Regions from separate parts of the Sus scrofa genome. Here region 1 is linked to region 2. A link is a contact called in public Hi-C data. All regions are on one chromosome and are shown on one strand. Each heading gives the region's core, a stretch centred on a gene start, on an enhancer-like site or on the middle of the called end of the contact. The rest is flanking DNA. Distances are from core to core; before and after follow the strand shown.

Region 1 (4,344 bases), core at 1,419-3,918, 84 kb after region 2:
TCCAGTTTGGTTCAGTAACATTAAGATTTTGAAGGGACACTGGCTATTTCAAACCATTAAAAGATACATATCATATCTATAGAACATCAAAACAAGAAGTTAAGTAGGTAGGAAAAAACCTGTCCATTAGACTTTTTAAAAGTATACAGAAAACCTATATCAATTTCTGATGGGAAATGGCATGAACATAATACCTAAATTCTATCTAATTCTGGTCTAATAAAGCATAAGTGAAAATCAGCATAATAATTTTCTTCTCCTTATAATGCTTTCCAGAGGATTAATCTAATTTTTTAAAATCCACATTTTTATTATGAATAAACTTCCCACAAGTGAATGGCTTAATTATCAACTTAATTTTTTCCTCCTAAACAAAGAGTATCCTCTAAAACAAAATGTTTATCCACTACTATGGTTGAAGGTTGCATATTAAGTAAAATTTCTATTTACCTAGAAAATATAATTTGTCAAGGGAAATGTGACACTAAAAAGTGACCCAAACACCTTTACTATGGCTGAATTGAAAGGCTAAGAAATCTATTCCAAGAAGAAATAAAATTAGCAGTAATTGTTCTTCTAGCTAAAGCAGGAAACTGGGAACAGTATTTCAAACAACTACTTCTTTTTCGTATTTTAATGATAGAGAGCAATTGATCATCTAATGAAGGGACTCAGTAAACAAACTCACACATTACCTTTAACTGATTACTCCGAAATAGGGAGTTTTTCCATTCCAGCGATTGCTCTTTAAAAATGAGACAAATCTCTCACATCAGACCCCACAATCTAAATGTTTGTTATTAAAATCAATATTATGGGAATGGAGCACAAGTGCAGTCTAAAAGTGCATGATTGTTGATCACCACATTTTCATTCACTGAAAAAAAGAGTAAATTGCCAAATTTGACCTTTTTTTACTGTCTCTCACTCATTGTCAGGTAAAGAACAAAGAGTGTATTTATACTATCAGAAATGCATGGGATATCTGCAATCAGTTTTTTCCTTCGTGTGCTCAAGTAAACCTATAAAAGTGTCAGCAATAAACACAAAAATGATCACGAACCTTCTTAATTCCAAAATCACCACAAACTACCAACTCTCTGGGGGGCTTAAGGTAGAAAACGTAATTATAATAGCATTAATCAACTTTGATGGTCTTTTGAAAGATACTTACAGTTAAATCTGTGTGAAAATCACACCTTTATCTTCATTCCCTTTGCTGTGTAAGGGTAAATGAGCTACAATAATAACCCTGTAAATATCCTGCCTTGTGATTAAGACGTCATCTTTATGCAGACTCTATATTTTGGCTTCTATAAAGGTTAAAGGCAACATGAATTATGCATTTCCTCCCATGCCAGGCCTGTAAAAGGTGCTTTCACTGTTCATTAAAGATATTGCTTCCAAATGGGCAAAAGCTTTTTTTCTGAAGTGCCGAAACAGCAACATTTCCATTATGTTCATTACTGCAATGCTGGAAAGCCAAAACAATTTGGACTTAGGAAACTGCTAGAATCTGTTGTTCCAGAACACGTAGCAACTGTCAATATACACAATGAAATTACCCTTCACTCTTTGGACAGTGGTACAGTTAAACAGAGCTGGCCAACATACTGGTCACCTCCCAAGAGAAGGACAGTCTGGCAGACCCCACATCACCAGCAACAGTTGGGTTTTCCCCCTTCTGCTTCTGCCCCAAGTTATAGATCTGAATAAGGACCAGAGAGCCAATTCACATTCGAATATCCCTAACTCTGGCACTGGAGCAAGCTCTATGTGAGGGATGCATGGGTAAACAGAACATTTGCACATGTTCCTCTCAGCCGGCACCCTGATTTCCTTAGTTAACGTTTTGCCACCCCCTCCAGCTAAAGTACAGCTTCTTTTCCTTTTACACTTTTGTGTACTGAATCTGCAGACAGCTGGGCTCTTTTTCCGCAAGGAACACCACACCCATTTATCCTCTAGCCTGGGGGAGCAAACTGCAGATTTAACTGAATCTGCCTCTCTCCAACCTTAAACCAAAGAGACCAAAGCTGTATACAACATCCAACTTCAGCCAGGTTACGACCACCTCTCAGCCCGGCGCTTTGGCTGTGGGGTAGGATTATGTTGTGAGCCACACGGGAAGCCCGGCTGTGGGGTAGGATTATGGAAACAAAATGCCTGCAGCAAGCACCTGAGTTCCAGAGATTCTTTCCAGGGGAACAGCCCACACACCCTGACAACTAAGTGGCAAAGTTGTTTCTTTCTCCTCTGCTGCAGTGCCCTGCATCAGCACACGCGCGCACCAACGCACACAGCCTTGTTCCCTCAACTTACCAGTTTAGACTTGGCGCGTTGCAAAAATTCTTCCATGTCGTGGCAAGAGGGTTGGACCAGGGGTACCCGGAGGGCGCGGAGGCCTGTCTCCTCCCGGGCGAGAGGAGCCGGGTCCCCGCAAAGTGGCCTTTCTGAGCGCAGCAAGCTGCTGCTCCCTCCTACCGCTCGGAGGCGGCTGAGGTTGTGGCTGCGCCCTCGGCTGTCGCCTCCCAGGGCTCCCGCCCCACCCCGCTCCCAGACGCCAGCTCTGGGCTCCCGACTCTGCCCTAATAAGGAAAGTGGGTGTGACGCCCGGGAGCCCCAGGGCGCGCCCCACACGCTGACAGGCACGCGCCTGCGGGGCCAGAGTTCCGGGGCCGGGGCGCGGGGGCGGGGGTGCTGGAGGATGGCGAGGGGCTCCTCCGCCAATCGCAGGGCCCAGCTGAGGCCTCCTGACGTGGCGCGCTGAAAGATACTGCAACCATGGACAGCGCCCAGAAGTGCGAGCCAAGTGCAAGGGGCTGCTGCAGAGGAAGGCTCTGCCGCAGGCACCGCTGCTGTCAGCTGGGAGAGATAGAAAGAAGGGGAGAGGGGGAAAAGGGCCCCAGAGGGCCCCCCCTCCTTGGCCAGCGCCTCCCTGGCTGACTGGCAGGTTACAGAGAGCTCCAGCGGTCACTTAATGATCTGGCTCTGCTGGCATGGCTAGGGGATGCACTCAGCTAGATTGAGGGGTGGAGGGGTTACTGCTGAGCTAAAAGCAGTACGACCTTGATGGAAAATATTCAGAAGAGAAGGCTAGGAGGTTGTGCTAGGCTACATCTTTCCTCCTTACCCTCAAAATGTACCTGCTCAGCAACGGTCCTCTGCGGTTCACCCCAACTGGGTGTCCTTATATCGGTCCTGGGGCTAAGGACACGTAGTCTTCTGCAGTCCTCATCCACTCTGACAATATGTTCAAGAACTGAGAGGGCAACATAACCTTCCTACTGCATAAGGGTCTGTGTTTTCACAAGATCCTTATATCATTTCCATATACATTAAAGTTTAAGAAGTACTGCAACAAACACAGAAACCTATAGCTATGAACCTTATTTCAAGCTGCAGAATTTTGTTGTGTGTACTCTCTAGCCTCATCAGAGCCCCAGATAATACCTCAGGCTCTCTCTTACATCTGGGCCTTGGCACATCTATCTGCCTGTAATACCCTTCCTGCACTCTCACCAGCCCCCACTGCCTGGCTAACTCACAATTCAGCTATCAGCTTAATGAGGTGAGCTCAACCCCGAGAGCACTTTAATTTATTATTTATTTATTTATTTCGTCTTTTTTTTTTGGTCTTTTTAGGGCCACACCCGCAGCATATGGAGGTTCCCAGGCTAGGAGTCAAATCAAAGCTGTAGCTGCTGGCCTATGCCACAGTCACAGCAACCTGGGAACCAAGCTGCATCTGCAACCTTCACCACAGCTCATGACAATGTCAGATCCTTAACCCAATGAGAGGGGCCAGGGATCAAACCCACAACCTCATGGTTACTAGTCAGATTTGTTAACCACTGAGCCATGATGGGAACTCCCTGAGGGCACTTTAAAATCACATTAGAGTCACCCAGGCCTTTAGAAAATATTGCTTCCCAGGCTCTATTCCAGACCAACTGAATCAGTAGTTCTAAGGGTAGGGCCACAGCATCAGACTGGTGTAAAAGTGCTCCAAGTGATTCTAATAGTCAGCCCAGGTATGATCCTCTGGTTCTCAAACATTAGTTTATAGCTGGACCATTCAGTGAAGTACTAAAAAAGATATATATATATATATATATATTTGTCTTTTTAGGGCTGCATGTTAAAGTTCCCAGTCTAGGGGTCAAACTGGAGCTACAGCTGCTGGCTTACACCACAGCCACAGCAATGCCAGATCCAAGCTGCATCTGCAACATACACCACAGCTCATGGCAACGTCAGATTCTTAACCCACTGAGCGAGGCCAGGGATGGAACCCAAGTCCTCATGGATACTAGTCAGGTTCATTACAACTAAGCCATGATG
Region 2 (4,615 bases), core at 2,044-4,543:
GATCAAACACACAATCTCATGGTTCCTAGCTGGATTCATTTCCGCAGCGCCACCACACGAAGGAACTCCTGGAACACTATTTTATTTTGAGAAGACAGTGGGTGGGGAACCAATTGGACCCAATGCATCATGACCTCCAGAATTCTAGGTTGGGGTATTGAAACCCTGTCTTAGTCCATGTCCTTGGTGCCAGGTAGGGGTGTAATAAGAAGAGAAAATGGTTGTGGAAAAGACACATCCATATCTGCTGTCCACCAGAGATCCCAGAAGTGAAATACCATCAAATGGGATACAGACGCTACCCTGTTCGTTCACCAGCATCAACCCATCTGGGCTTCCTGGAGTGGCATGCAACTCCTCCCACAGCTTTCCTCCTTTCTGCACCAAGCCCAATAGCCACTTTTGAGGCCAGCTTCCCTGAAATTCCCATAGTCCCTTGATGAGGCTGTGTCCTCACAGCATCTCTTCTCATTTTCACCTCTTTACTGCACAGTGGCCCAGGGAAGTAAGAGAGGCTTTCTGGGCCCCAAGGAGAATTTATGCCTGGGGCAGGCTCTGCCTTCTCCAAGCCCTTCCTTTTCTACCTCCTCCGTTTGCATACATTTCTTCAGCATTTCAGGGCAGAAGGAGAAAGATCCAGGGTACCACCCCATAGCAAAGAAAGCACAGTGTGTAATAAGTAACTTTACGATCTTTAAACACTGAATATTGAGGTATTTTGGACCATTGAGCGAAATAAATACAGAGAAGTATGACTAGATAGGCCAAGTTTGTGAATCACTTAAATCCATTTGAAACTGGCCAATGGGTGAAAACAACAAAAACATCAAGTTGCTTTCAACTTTAGTTTAGTTGTAGATAACAAAACAGGAATTTCATCATAAGGTATTTCTAGATAGGCCAGTTTTACAGACTTTATCTTATATCTTTTTTTTTTTTTTTTTTGTCTTTTCTAGGGCTGTACTCATGGCATTTGGAGGTTCCCAGGCTAGGGGTCTAATCAGAGCTGTAGCCGCTAGCCTACGCCAGAGCCAAGGCAACGCGGGATCTGAGCCACATCTGCAATCTACACCACAGCTCACAGCAACGCCGGATCCTTAACCTGCTAATCGAGGCCAGGGATTGAACCCGAAACCTCATGGTTCCTAGTCGGATTCGTTAACCACTGAGCCACAATGGGAACTCCTACCTTGTATCTTGAAATACTTTTGGTCATCTGCAGAAGGAGCTACTTCCTACAAACTGTAAGGATTCTAAGTATTACAAGCTTCAGCTGTTCAGTACATTTTTTTCAAAGACAAAGTTCTGTTACAGCAGATATGATGAACCATTCTTTAAATAGGTATTTTCAATTCCCACATTTCAGTTATGTCTCATTACCAAGAACTGCTCAGTGCTCAGAGCAGGAATGCAAGAGTATTTCTCTGATTTCAGGGTTCACTTCTCCATTCTGCCGCTGTTCTCAAGAAACTATGAATTTTATTAGCTCTAAATTAGTTTCAAATTGTAATTCACATTTCAGATGATTATTAAATTCACACAATGAAATTCACCAGTGTTTGTCTTTTGCTTTCAACTCCTTTGGACTCTCCAGCCAGGTATAAACTGAGAACTCGTAACATCTTAACTACTCAGAATATTGTTTTTATGAGTTACCAGAGTGCTCAAAGTGATACTGTTTCCTTTCCATAAAAAAAAAAAAAAAAAAATCTATGCCATTACAATTTTTCACTGATTGGGCTGCTCTCTATTTTGAACACAGATTTGAAAAAGTTGTATCATAACAAGGCAAACCAGAATACCCATGTCCTTGAATTCTAGAGGCAAGTAGAGAAAAACCATCAGAATTCCTTCCTTCCTACATGGTGTGTCCTAGCCCTCACCTCATAATCTTTTTTCTTATTATTATTTTTATCTATTTGGCTTTTCTAAATCTCCTATAAGGGTAAATAATTATATTTACTATGGATGTGTAGAAGTTATATGGTGTTTACAGATCAGAAATTAAAATGATTTTTAAAAGAAGCCAAAATAGGAACATAAAAAGGAAGAGGCTTGGTACCAAGAGGAGGGAAAATGTGAGTTCCAACCAAGAATCACCTAAGGATGCATATCTACCTGTCTGACACCTGGAGATCAGGCAGACACCTAATGACTTACTAGTGAACCCAGAGTGGGTGTCACATCCCAAGTAGTGAACACAGTGCGTGGGCAGGACAGACCCTGATTCTGGTCCCAGCTCTACATTAGCCAAATGATTTAGCCTTTCTAGATTCCAATTTCCTCACCTCTATGATGGAGATTATAGCAGAGACTTGTTCTTCTTGGGCACACAACTAGACTACATCTCTCAGCCTTCCTGCAGTTAGATACAACCATGTGATTGGGCCAGTGACATGTGAGCAGAAGTGACAGATGTCACACTCCAAGAAAATCCATAAAACCTCCCATCTTTGGCCCTCTCAGCTCTTCTCTATCTTGAGAGATAGGATGAATATGTCCCAGGCAATATTGGGAGCCATGTGTTAAAGATGGTTTCTGAATCTCCTCTGGCCACCCAACCAGGAATGCTAAACTGGATTGCTGGGTGAGCAAAAAATGAACAACATGTGTGTTGTGTCTTTGCGATTTGGGGTGTATCTGTTTCTGCTGTTAGAGCTACCTTAACCAATACAGGGGTAATCACAACACATCTACCTCATGGGGTTGCTGGGAGGATTCAATAAGATAATGCTTGAAAATTCTTCCTCTACTCCCTGGCACACATGAGGGCTCATCATCAAATGTTAACTTCTTAGCAAGCAGGAGTTGGAAGCCATGGACCGAAAAGGAAATAGAGGCAGGGGTTGCATAGTTCCATTCATTGGCCAAATGGCTCTGACAATTCACCTCTGGCATAAATGACTGGCATTTTGAAAAATACATTAATCAAAACTAACGTACTTCTCCAAATATTGCCATGCAATTTTATGACAAAATAAGGTAGGCAAATACTCTGGAGGTACCTTCATCTTGAACTCCAAAAATCTCCGAGCTCAAACGCATGAAAAAATCATATTTGATGCTTAAAATGGGTCAACTAGGTTTCAGACTGGCTTGCTCAGCCTTAAACCACCCATTACAATGGTTCAAAGATGCTTCGACTGCAGCCTAAGTAAGTGTTCACTTTCGTTACTGAGGAGTTTAACAGTGATCTTGGGAATTCATTCTGGTCTGTGCGCTAAACACTAAGGGACACTGTTGGTATTTTTCCCTCTGCAGTGTTCCAAGGTGCAGCTTGGCTGGTAATCTCTGCGCAGGGCAGAGTGAGTCAGCGTTCTGAGTCACTTTATCAGAATGCATCCCTTGAGTTCTATTCCAGGTTTCAAATAGCAGAATGTCTGGTCATGAGGGGACCCTGGAGAGAAAACAGGCTCGAGCTATTCCCTTGGATGCCAGCTCTGAACAAAGGAGACAAAATTTCAGGAGCTGAAAATCTCCACTGTTCCTCATTTAAAGGAAACTGATTTAAAATAAAAACATGTGGAAGTGACAGATGAAATGTGCTTAGTAGGTAACAGGTCCATTCATACAGTCTTTTAAGTTTCATGCTTCTAAATTGTCTGGAAAATGACCACTTTCATGAATAGTATGTTATGGGTTGAATTGTGTCCCCTCTCAAATGTTGAATTCCTATCCTTCAACACCTCAGAATGTGACCTTTTTTGGAAAGAGGGTCATTGCAGATATTATATATGTGTGTGTGTGTGTGTGTGTGTGTGTGTGTGTGTGTGTGTGTGTGTGTGTATTTAACTAAATGGAACAGTTAAGATAAAGTCATTTGGGTGGACCCTAAACTGATATGACTAGTGTCTGTAAATAAAGGAAAACTCTGGAGACATGCATAGAGGGAAGAGAATGTGAAAACAAAGGCAGAGACCAAGGTGATGCTTCTACAAACCAAGGAATGCCAAAGATTGCCATCAAACCACTAGAAGCGAGGACAGGGGCACAGCTGATTCTCTCTCAGCCTTTAGAAGGAAGCTATCCTGCCAATCCCAGATCTCAGACTTCTCACTTCCACACTATGACACAATAAATTTCTGTGGTTTAAATCACAGTTTGTGGTGCTTTGTTATGGCAACAAATGGATACTGTACACATGCAGGAATAAATCAGAATGTGATTGGTTATAACAAAATGGATCAAGTAAGTGCCTGGTTATTGTTCTTCCTGAGGAGAGATGCTAATGACTCATAGCCTTTTGGGAGATGCTTAGAGGAGACATAATAATACCAGGTGCTGGCAAGGGAACTGTTCATATCGTACTGCCATGAGCAATCTCATTTGCTTCAGTGGTGCCTTATTGGAATGGAAAGATGCGTCCCTTTCTCTTAACATCTTGATTTACTGCTTTACTAGAAGTAAAGTGGGCCCAGGATGTATAATCACCACGTCATTCTGCTGGCAAAAGCAAAGGCAAAGTTTGCTCCAGTTAAACATGTCCTTTAACATCCATAAATTCTCTTCTTCTTTCCCCGAAGGCTTTGTTATTTAAAAATTTTTAACACAGATTTTGATTTTGGCAACTTTTGCTTCTCACTACTGCTTCCACCACTAAAATGAAGGATCAGAA

The links. A called contact is a pair of places that touch in the nucleus more often than the background predicts.
Region 1: a contact with region 2 is called in a Hi-C map of embryonic fibroblasts, with 3 times the contacts expected there. The contact joins the promoter of PRUNE2 here to the enhancer-like site in region 2. A contact is called at or near these places in 6 of 47 Hi-C or Micro-C datasets (embryonic fibroblasts, fibroblasts, psoas muscle and 1 more) and 1 of 2 datasets of contacts at active chromatin or transcription factors (skeletal muscle).

The regions. Positions count from the first base shown.
Region 1 is chr1:229,846,554-229,850,897 of Sscrofa11.1, forward strand. It overlaps PRUNE2 (protein prune homolog 2), which reads right to left and starts at 2,669. Exons shown (of 27, transcript XM_021065057.1): 1 at 2,323-2,669. The coding sequence starts at 2,358.
Region 2 is chr1:229,761,453-229,766,067 of Sscrofa11.1, forward strand. All of the region lies in intron 6 of PRUNE2 (protein prune homolog 2), which reads right to left. Among named protein-coding and RNA genes, the nearest start is that of PRUNE2, 85 kb to the right of the region's middle. Within about 2 kb of position 3,294, at least 15 of the 83 cell types and tissues checked have an H3K27ac peak or open chromatin away from gene starts, as enhancers often do. A contact at or near this core is called in embryonic fibroblasts and skeletal muscle, where this site is marked.